2 separate regions of the Hordeum vulgare genome follow, and region 1 is linked to region 2. A link is a contact called in public Hi-C data. All regions are on one chromosome and are shown on one strand. Each heading gives the region's core, a stretch centred on a gene start, on an enhancer-like site or on the middle of the called end of the contact. The rest is flanking DNA. Distances are from core to core; before and after follow the strand shown.

What was found. Hi-C and Micro-C count contacts between places; a contact is called where the count stands out from the background.
Region 1: a Hi-C map of leaf shows a contact between it and region 2, with 2.7 times the contacts expected there. The contact joins the promoter of LOC123426730 here to the promoter of LOC123426728 in region 2. A contact is called at or near these places in 2 of 6 Hi-C or Micro-C datasets (leaf and seedling).

What each region holds. Positions count from the first base shown.
Region 1 is chr2H:476,638,628-476,642,605 of MorexV3_pseudomolecules_assembly, reverse strand. It overlaps LOC123426730 (40S ribosomal protein S10-1), which reads right to left and starts at 2,309. Exons shown (of 5, transcript XM_045110604.1): 1 at 2,202-2,309; 2 at 2,072-2,120; 3 at 1,313-1,595; 4 at 590-725; 5 at 1-244. The coding sequence starts at 2,204. The coding sequence ends at 146.
Region 2 is chr2H:475,925,402-475,929,170 of MorexV3_pseudomolecules_assembly, reverse strand. LOC123426728 (nicotinate phosphoribosyltransferase 2-like) reads right to left here and starts at 1,883. Exons shown (of 15, transcript XM_045110602.1): 1 at 1,545-1,883. The coding sequence starts at 1,720.

The DNA.
Region 1 (3,978 bases), core at 1,060-3,559, 710 kb before region 2:
ACCATTTCACAGAGCTATTTTACTGGATTGAATTAAGATAGCATATTATAGATATGTAGACTGGTCGATCTTGCAAACATCACTACATAAAACCATCATGCAAAACTTATAACTCAAAAACATCAAATCCAAACTACGAGGAAGTTCACTCCATTGGGCTAGCGCCAAAGCCACCAGCACCACCGCCACCACGGCCAAAGCCACCTGCGCCACCGCCGCGGCCAAATCCACCTCCACCAGAGCTCTGCAAGAATTGTGGGAATAATCAGAGAAATTGTTTATCAACTGAGACATGCAGGTACTATCAGGTTTCTTTATTACTAGTATTATTTCAATAATTGTATCAATAACACACATTTAAGTAGACCTTTTGGCAAAGAAAAGAGTGCAAACTATGAAACTAAGAATGGAACTCTTGAACATGAAACAAAACGCGGGTGGGTATGAAAACCTGCTCCAGTGTATAGAACGGATATGCAAACAGATATTCTAAGCTAGATTATTTATCTCTTGTCTGTAAATTACTATTGCTATGCTAAATCATATAACCAAAACAAGACGGAGCTCATCAAGGAGAAAAGTTGATTACCCTGAATGATGGCTGGAAGTCTGCAGGAGCTCCGCCTTTCTCACCACCAAAGTCACCAGGTGCACCACGAGGACCGCCACGGTAACCATCCCTGTCGCCATATCTTGGCCTGTCACCCTCAAAACGAGGTGGCCCCCTACAAAAGGTCCAATCAAAACAAGCAACATTAAAAGATTGCCTTAGCATCAATAAAATCATCAAGAGGATAAATAAACATAGTGAGTTAACCAAATCACATTTGCAAATCCTGAATACAAACATCTAGCTGTGGTTTACATAATAAAATCAAAGGACCAACCGACTAACAAATAAGGAAGAGGAGGCGTCCACAACTTGAAGTACACCATACATCAAAAAGTCTGACCATCATGCAAGATCAATCAAGTCTACAGAATGAACGAGGGAGTTTTTTTTGTTTGTTACAGGATTTAACATGACCCCTTGCAAAAAAAAACAATTTTCATATTCATATGGCTATGATGTAAAGCTTCCCAATAAAAAAAATGATGCAAAGCTATGCCTACAGAATAGAACATGCACCTTAAACCATTAAGTCAAATCACATACAGGTATAACCTTAAGATACAAACAGAATGTAGTCAGTCATACTTAATATACCACAATCGGCTATCATAAATCAAAGTTAGTAGTCACTTCCATTAGGCAGCAAGGGCAATGGCGTCGATAACAATAGAGTACCGAGAGAAAGGGCAAGAACTATACCTCGGGCGATCACCAGGTGGGCCAGAACCGAGTGGGCGGCCAGGAGGCCTGGCAGATTTTTTGAGCGTGGCAGGCACAATCTCAGACGGCAGGTTGAGGAAGTTGCGCAGGAACTCAATGCCATCGTTGGTGAGGTACCAATAGTAATGCTGCCACGAGAAGGTCTCCCTGACGTATTCCTTAGACTTGAAGCTCTGCATGAGCTTGATCACCTGGAGGTTCGGCACATCAATCTGCGGGTGCTTCGCCAGGTTGTAGTCCTTCTTGGCATACAGCACCCCCTCTGCAATTGCACATACATGCATCAGGTAAAATGATTTAATGTGACTTCACTTGAAATAATTTTCAAAATCTCTGGTGTAGCAAGTTAACCAGAGCATGCAATCTTTCATTTGGTTTCTGATGTACATAATTGGTGTACAAAGTCATCACAGGCCAGGGCATGGAATTTTCATTTTGTTTATTGATGAACATATTTTGACGAGAAACCAGAACCCAATCCCCCTTATATGAGCTTAGGGGAGAACATGATCCCACCAAACATATGAGAGCCTAATAGTAAGCTTCCTGACATGCACAATTCCACTGACGACGAATCAAATCCTATACATTAATACACTCCACCTCTTTTCCTTTAAAGATCTATAGATTGCACTGAACGAAGTTGCTTTCGGTGCATCAAATCAATTCAACTAACGATCAACCACGCCCGTATTGTTGCTACTAGCCTACGAGCGCCAGGGATTGAGAAGTACTGACCTTGGAAGAGGTACTTGCAAATCTCATTGCGGTTCTTCTTGGAGATGATCTGGGAGAAACAACACACGAGATTAACACCGGCATCAGGGCATGTAAAACAGCAGGCTCTATCCTAGTGGTGATCGCGTACCATGGTGGGCGGCGCGGGTAAGTCGAGCTCCCAAGTGCGCCGGGACGGGAGAGGGAGGCGGCGGCGCGAGGGAGAAACGAAGAACCCTAGAGATTCTGACTGGGAAAAGCTTTTATATAGTCGCTGTGGTGTAGGGTTAGTCAGAGAGAGAGTTGTGGCGAGGGGCAGAAATGTAAAAAGGGACGGGACTGCATGGAATATAGGCCCGCCTAAATGGGCTCAGACCGGGTTTGTGAGTTTACACGACCAATTTAGGATTTTTTTCAAGAAGGCGGTAGGCCCAACATGTCCAACATTGCATTGAAAAAATGCTATAATGTGAACTGAGAAAAGCTATGATGAACACTGAGACAAAGCTTTCGATATCAACTAACCCTGGGTGATTATATATAGCCTAAAAAACTATCTCTAGGCGATTTGGCCTACAATTTGGAAATTTATTGATGAAGGTGAGCATCAAAGCCTTATGTCAACTCATATGTTCGTCAATAGATTTTTGGCCAACTTTGAGCTATCTTCTGCAATGAAGATTCAGCAATAACTCAAGCCCGACAAACAACTGAGAGGGTATTTGATCAATAAAGCAAAGCATGTTTTCCATTAAAAAAGTAAATGTCTAAGAGTCACCACCAAACTTAAGTCCGTCAAACAACTAGGAGGGTATTGCATGATTGCAAGAGAGGTTAACTCTTCAAAATCTTCGTTTCAAGCACGTGAAACATTCCAAGAACGACGCGAGAATAATGTTGAGGTACGTGGCTTAGCAAGGATGGCCACTAGTTTAGGAGGAAGACATTGATACGATTCCAACGTATTTAGAATTTTTTTACTGTTTCATGCTATTATATTATCATTCTTATATGATTTATATGTCATTTTATATAGTTTTTATGAAGTACTCTGTTAAGTTAGTGCCTAGTGTCAGTTTTTTTTAAATCTATTTCTTTATTTCGTAAAAAACATACCAAATGAAGTCCAAACACGATGAAATTTTTCGATGTTTTTTGGGCTACGAGAGACTCTAAAAGCTTTGTGGAGAGACTAGAAGATGCATGAGAGAGCGACAAAAGGGTGTGCCATCAACACATGTGGGGCTCATGTAGCTCTGTTTGACCTAATACATGGCCTATAAATTTCCAAATATTTCAGAACCCAGAAAGCGAGAGCCGCAACAATTCTATCACTGTCGCGGGTCTCTGTTCTTTCCCGATCCCGTCTAGAGGTCTTTTCCGCTACTCTATCGGAGGGGAAACCATTGGGGAGGCAATCTTCATCCTCCTTGTTGCTTCCATGATGATGTGTGAGTAGTTCCTTCGGGACCTATGGATCCATAGCAATAGTTAAATGGTTTTTTCTCTCTCATTTTAATCTTCAATACAATGATCTCTTCGGATACCTATTTGATGTAATTCTCGCGGTGTGTTTGATGGGATTCGATGAATTGTGGGTTTATGATCAGGTTATTCATTGGAACTATTTGAGTCTTTTGAGATATATTTATATGTGATTTCATAGCTATGTATGCTTTTCGATCTATAAGTTTTTTTGACCAATCAGATGAGTAGATCTTGAGAGGGAGTGGTGCATAGTAGTGTAAGAATATATCTAAGGCACACCCTCGATCTATGGAGGACCAAGCAATCACACAAGCATGACACTGAGATTTGTTAACGAGGTTCACCGATATGGCTACATCCTTGGGGGCGTGCCTACGTGCGCTCCTCTTCGTGACACCGTCACAATACCACACCGCCCTGCGTGTTTGTGCTATTATGTT
Region 2 (3,769 bases), core at 634-3,133:
TGTTAGCTAACATTGTAGGTCCATATTAAGTGAAATTGACTCAACAGAGATCAAAGCATGCCAAGTGAGCCCATTGGGATGAAGCAAACTACATGGGCATATATGACCATACAAACACAGAGAAAATGTCTTCACTAACTTTTCTCTTTTAACTCAATTTACATATGTCTTTGGGTAGCTTCTGAGTTTTATTATCATGTTGTTCAAAGCTATATGCAGAAGTACCTCGCTCCTCGAATATTCTGCCAATGACAAAATTACATAGACTTTTCTCTTCTTGTAACTTCCCCAGGTCCGAAAACAGTCACTTTCCCCTTTAAAAAAAATGAAAATTGGCATAACATACCACCGCCTCCCCCACCCCCCACCCCTCTCGCAAGAATAGTTAAATATATGAAACCCAAGAACCAATAGTCTCTTTTGTTGACTCAAGTAAGTAGCAAAGTTCATTGTTCATTCAAGCACGTCACATCATTAATGTCCACATCCATTTGTTTCCTCTGCACAAGGAGTATTATACCACCATTTAGAATACACTTCATGTTCACACTGAAAATTCTAATTCATTCAACCATGTGACATCATTCAAATGTCCACATCTATTTGTTTCCTCTCCACCCGGAGTAAATCATATCACCAATTAGAAAATATTGATTAACACTGCAAGTTCTAGAGAACCCACAATGACATAATAAATTGATGTACCTATATGCTAGAATCCACACATGAGGTGCCACATACTAAAACAACAATGGAGGGGGGGGGGGAACCTAATAGAAAGGCCAGTCCAATTTTGTTAACACAAGAACATCTGGACCCACATGAAAGCAATGGCAAGCCCATCAATAAACGATGGTTGCACTCACAATTTTGACATAAAGGGATTAACTAAACAATGCACATTCAGAAGGGCTTTCCAAAGTACTGCATAGCAGAACAATCAAGAAGCAAGCAAAAAATGCCACTTCAGTTATTTATTTTATTTTAAAAAGAAAAAGAGGATAGCCCCGGCCTACGCAGCCACACATATAACAAGAATAACAAAAATAAATATTCGCAAAAGATATATTAAGACCAGCATACAACATTTTTGTTTTGTTTCAGTTATTACTGACAAGGAAGATGATCAAAACTACAGGCAAGAGGGAACCAAAGACAGAGTATCAGTTAGCCAACTACGCAACTACCAGGTAATAAACCATCAAAGCGCAAAGCTGCGGCCGTCTTACCCAATAACGTAGAGGGCACGAAAAAGATGCCAGACCACAGCAATGACAGAATTGCACGAGAACAAAAACCAAACTACCGCATAGATTGAAACCAAACTATTCGCCACGGCAACGAGAGAATTGCAGCAACAGTCCAAGTATCTCCCAAAAAATCAGACCTCTCGCCAATTCATTCCCCCGAACATAACCCGGACGGAACCAACCAACTCACCAGCTGGCACCAGATCACACCACCCGTCGATCCAATCCAATCGGCACGACCGAACCAGAGATACGCGAAGCGGAGGACACGAGGCAGAGGCGAGGGGTGCTTACACGGCGTGGTCGGCGTGCTTGCCGGCCTTCCAGTAGGCGTAGGCCATGGAGAACTGGTACTGATCGGTGAGCAGCGCCGTGGCCATGGGGTTCGTGGGCGGCCCCACCTGCGCCCTCGCCGCCGCCGCCAGCGAACCATTGGCGCCGGCGCCCACGCTAGGCGCCGTCGCCTCCATACTTGGGCTCTGGAACGCGAGAGCTTCCGCTAGGGTTCTCTGGGCTGAGGCGTGTGAAGCTTCAAGGGGAGGAAGGGGAGGCGGGAGGAGGACAATTGGAGGCCGGGAGGGGAAGGAGGAGGAGGAGGAGGAGACGCCAGGGGCCGATTTGGAATTTGGAAGTTTGGCTGGAAGCAGGCAAGGTATTTATAATAGGGGTGATAAGTTTCATAGGTGTACCACTGAAAGTTGGTAATGTCACATGGTGCCCTCGCATGCTTATGTTTTTTAATCACATTTGATGATTTGTAAAAGGATGCTTACAATATGCTGGATTGTCAATACGCTTCCTTAGCTTACTATAGACTGTTTCTTAATGTCGACAGAAACAAAAAAAAAATTCACTGAACAAACATCCTTAAAAAGGCTGAAATAAATTTAAAAAAATGTAGGCATCAATGTCTACATTTGATGATTTCTAAAAAGACGCTTACAATATGCTTGGATTGTCAATACGCTTCCTTAGCTTACTATAGATTGTTTCTTAATGTCGACCGAAACATCTTCTCTTAGTGAACGAACATCGTCAGAAAGATCGAAATAAATTAAGAAAAATACGGGCACCAATGTCATAACTAGGACCTTAAACTTTAATAGGTTGGTTCCACCATACGAAACTAACCATCCAAGCTATGTTGCTCCTTCACATTTTATTATTCCCAGGTTGATTTCGACGGATTTAGATCACTCGTGCTAACAAAAAATTATTTCAAAGGAGACTGAGAAAAATCAAGTCAATAGTGTTTTCGATAAATTTCAAGCATAGGAATTTTGGTCGTACCATTATACATGCACGAAAAGAAAGTACATCGCAAGTAATTAGGACGGATCATCTTCCACTCTTCTTACGTGTTGCTTTCACCTTTGAACTTTCATTTGGCATTGTCATTGTCAATGTATTACCCAAAAGATCTCAATCAATTTCGTAGCTCTCACAAACTATGGCACTTGATCATTTTGAAGCTCCTTGTATTTTTCCTACGAGTCTGGTCTATAACAACGTTTTGATCACCAACTAAAGAAAAAAGTGTCTTGATCCTGGGAAATTTCATCCAGAGACAAATAACGCAATAATATACTTCCTCTGTTCCAAAAATTTTGTCCGAGGTTTGTCCAGAAATGGATTTATCTAAATACTAAAATATGAGTATATACATTCATATATAGACAAAAAATTTAAGACAAAGGGAGTACCATCTTGGACTGAAATGGAATTCTCCTGTAACTATAGGGCAAAAGTAGAAGTCGCCCCCCAGCACATTCTGTTTTTGGCCGGATTACTCCACGCATGCCTTTTTGGACGCAATCTGGAGAGCCTTTCTCGCTGCTCTCTTGCGATGCAAAGTATACTCGCCGGAAGGCTACTCCTGCATGACAGTGGGCCTTGGAATTACATGATCCCAGCGGCAGCGAGAGGCTTGTTTGGGCCACGGATGGGCATGACGACATGTGGCGGTTGGTGAGTGGCGGCTCTGTTTTTGATTCGTTTCTTCCTTTTTGTTCTGTAATGGAAGCACGGGCCCGTTTGTTGTGGAGACAGGCGTGGCATGCGGGAATCTTCCGGGATCCCGTCGCCGGACTCTGATCTCATGTGGCCGCCGCCGCCGGCGACGGGACCCTGGTTAGTGGCAGAGGAAAATTCGTAGGCACAGGCGACGGCGCATATGATAATCGTTGTTAAATCGAAAGGCCGTGCCAACGTAGCCAGTCGTTTCTACTTTTTTTTTTTGGATTTAGGAAAGAGTAGTCAGTCGTTGTTGTTCTCGAAGGCTGGCTACACATACACAAAAGAGACATTGCAACCTACTCCCTCCGTTCTTAAATATAAGTCTTTTAAGATATTTCATTAGGAGTCTACATACGAATCAAAATAAGTGAATTTATACTCTAAAATATGTCTATATACATCCGTATGTAGTTCACTAGTGAAACTTTTTTAAAGACTAACGGAGGAAGTATGACCGGACGACGGGACCGGGAAGGCAGGAAATGTGGCCTTGCGAGCAGAGC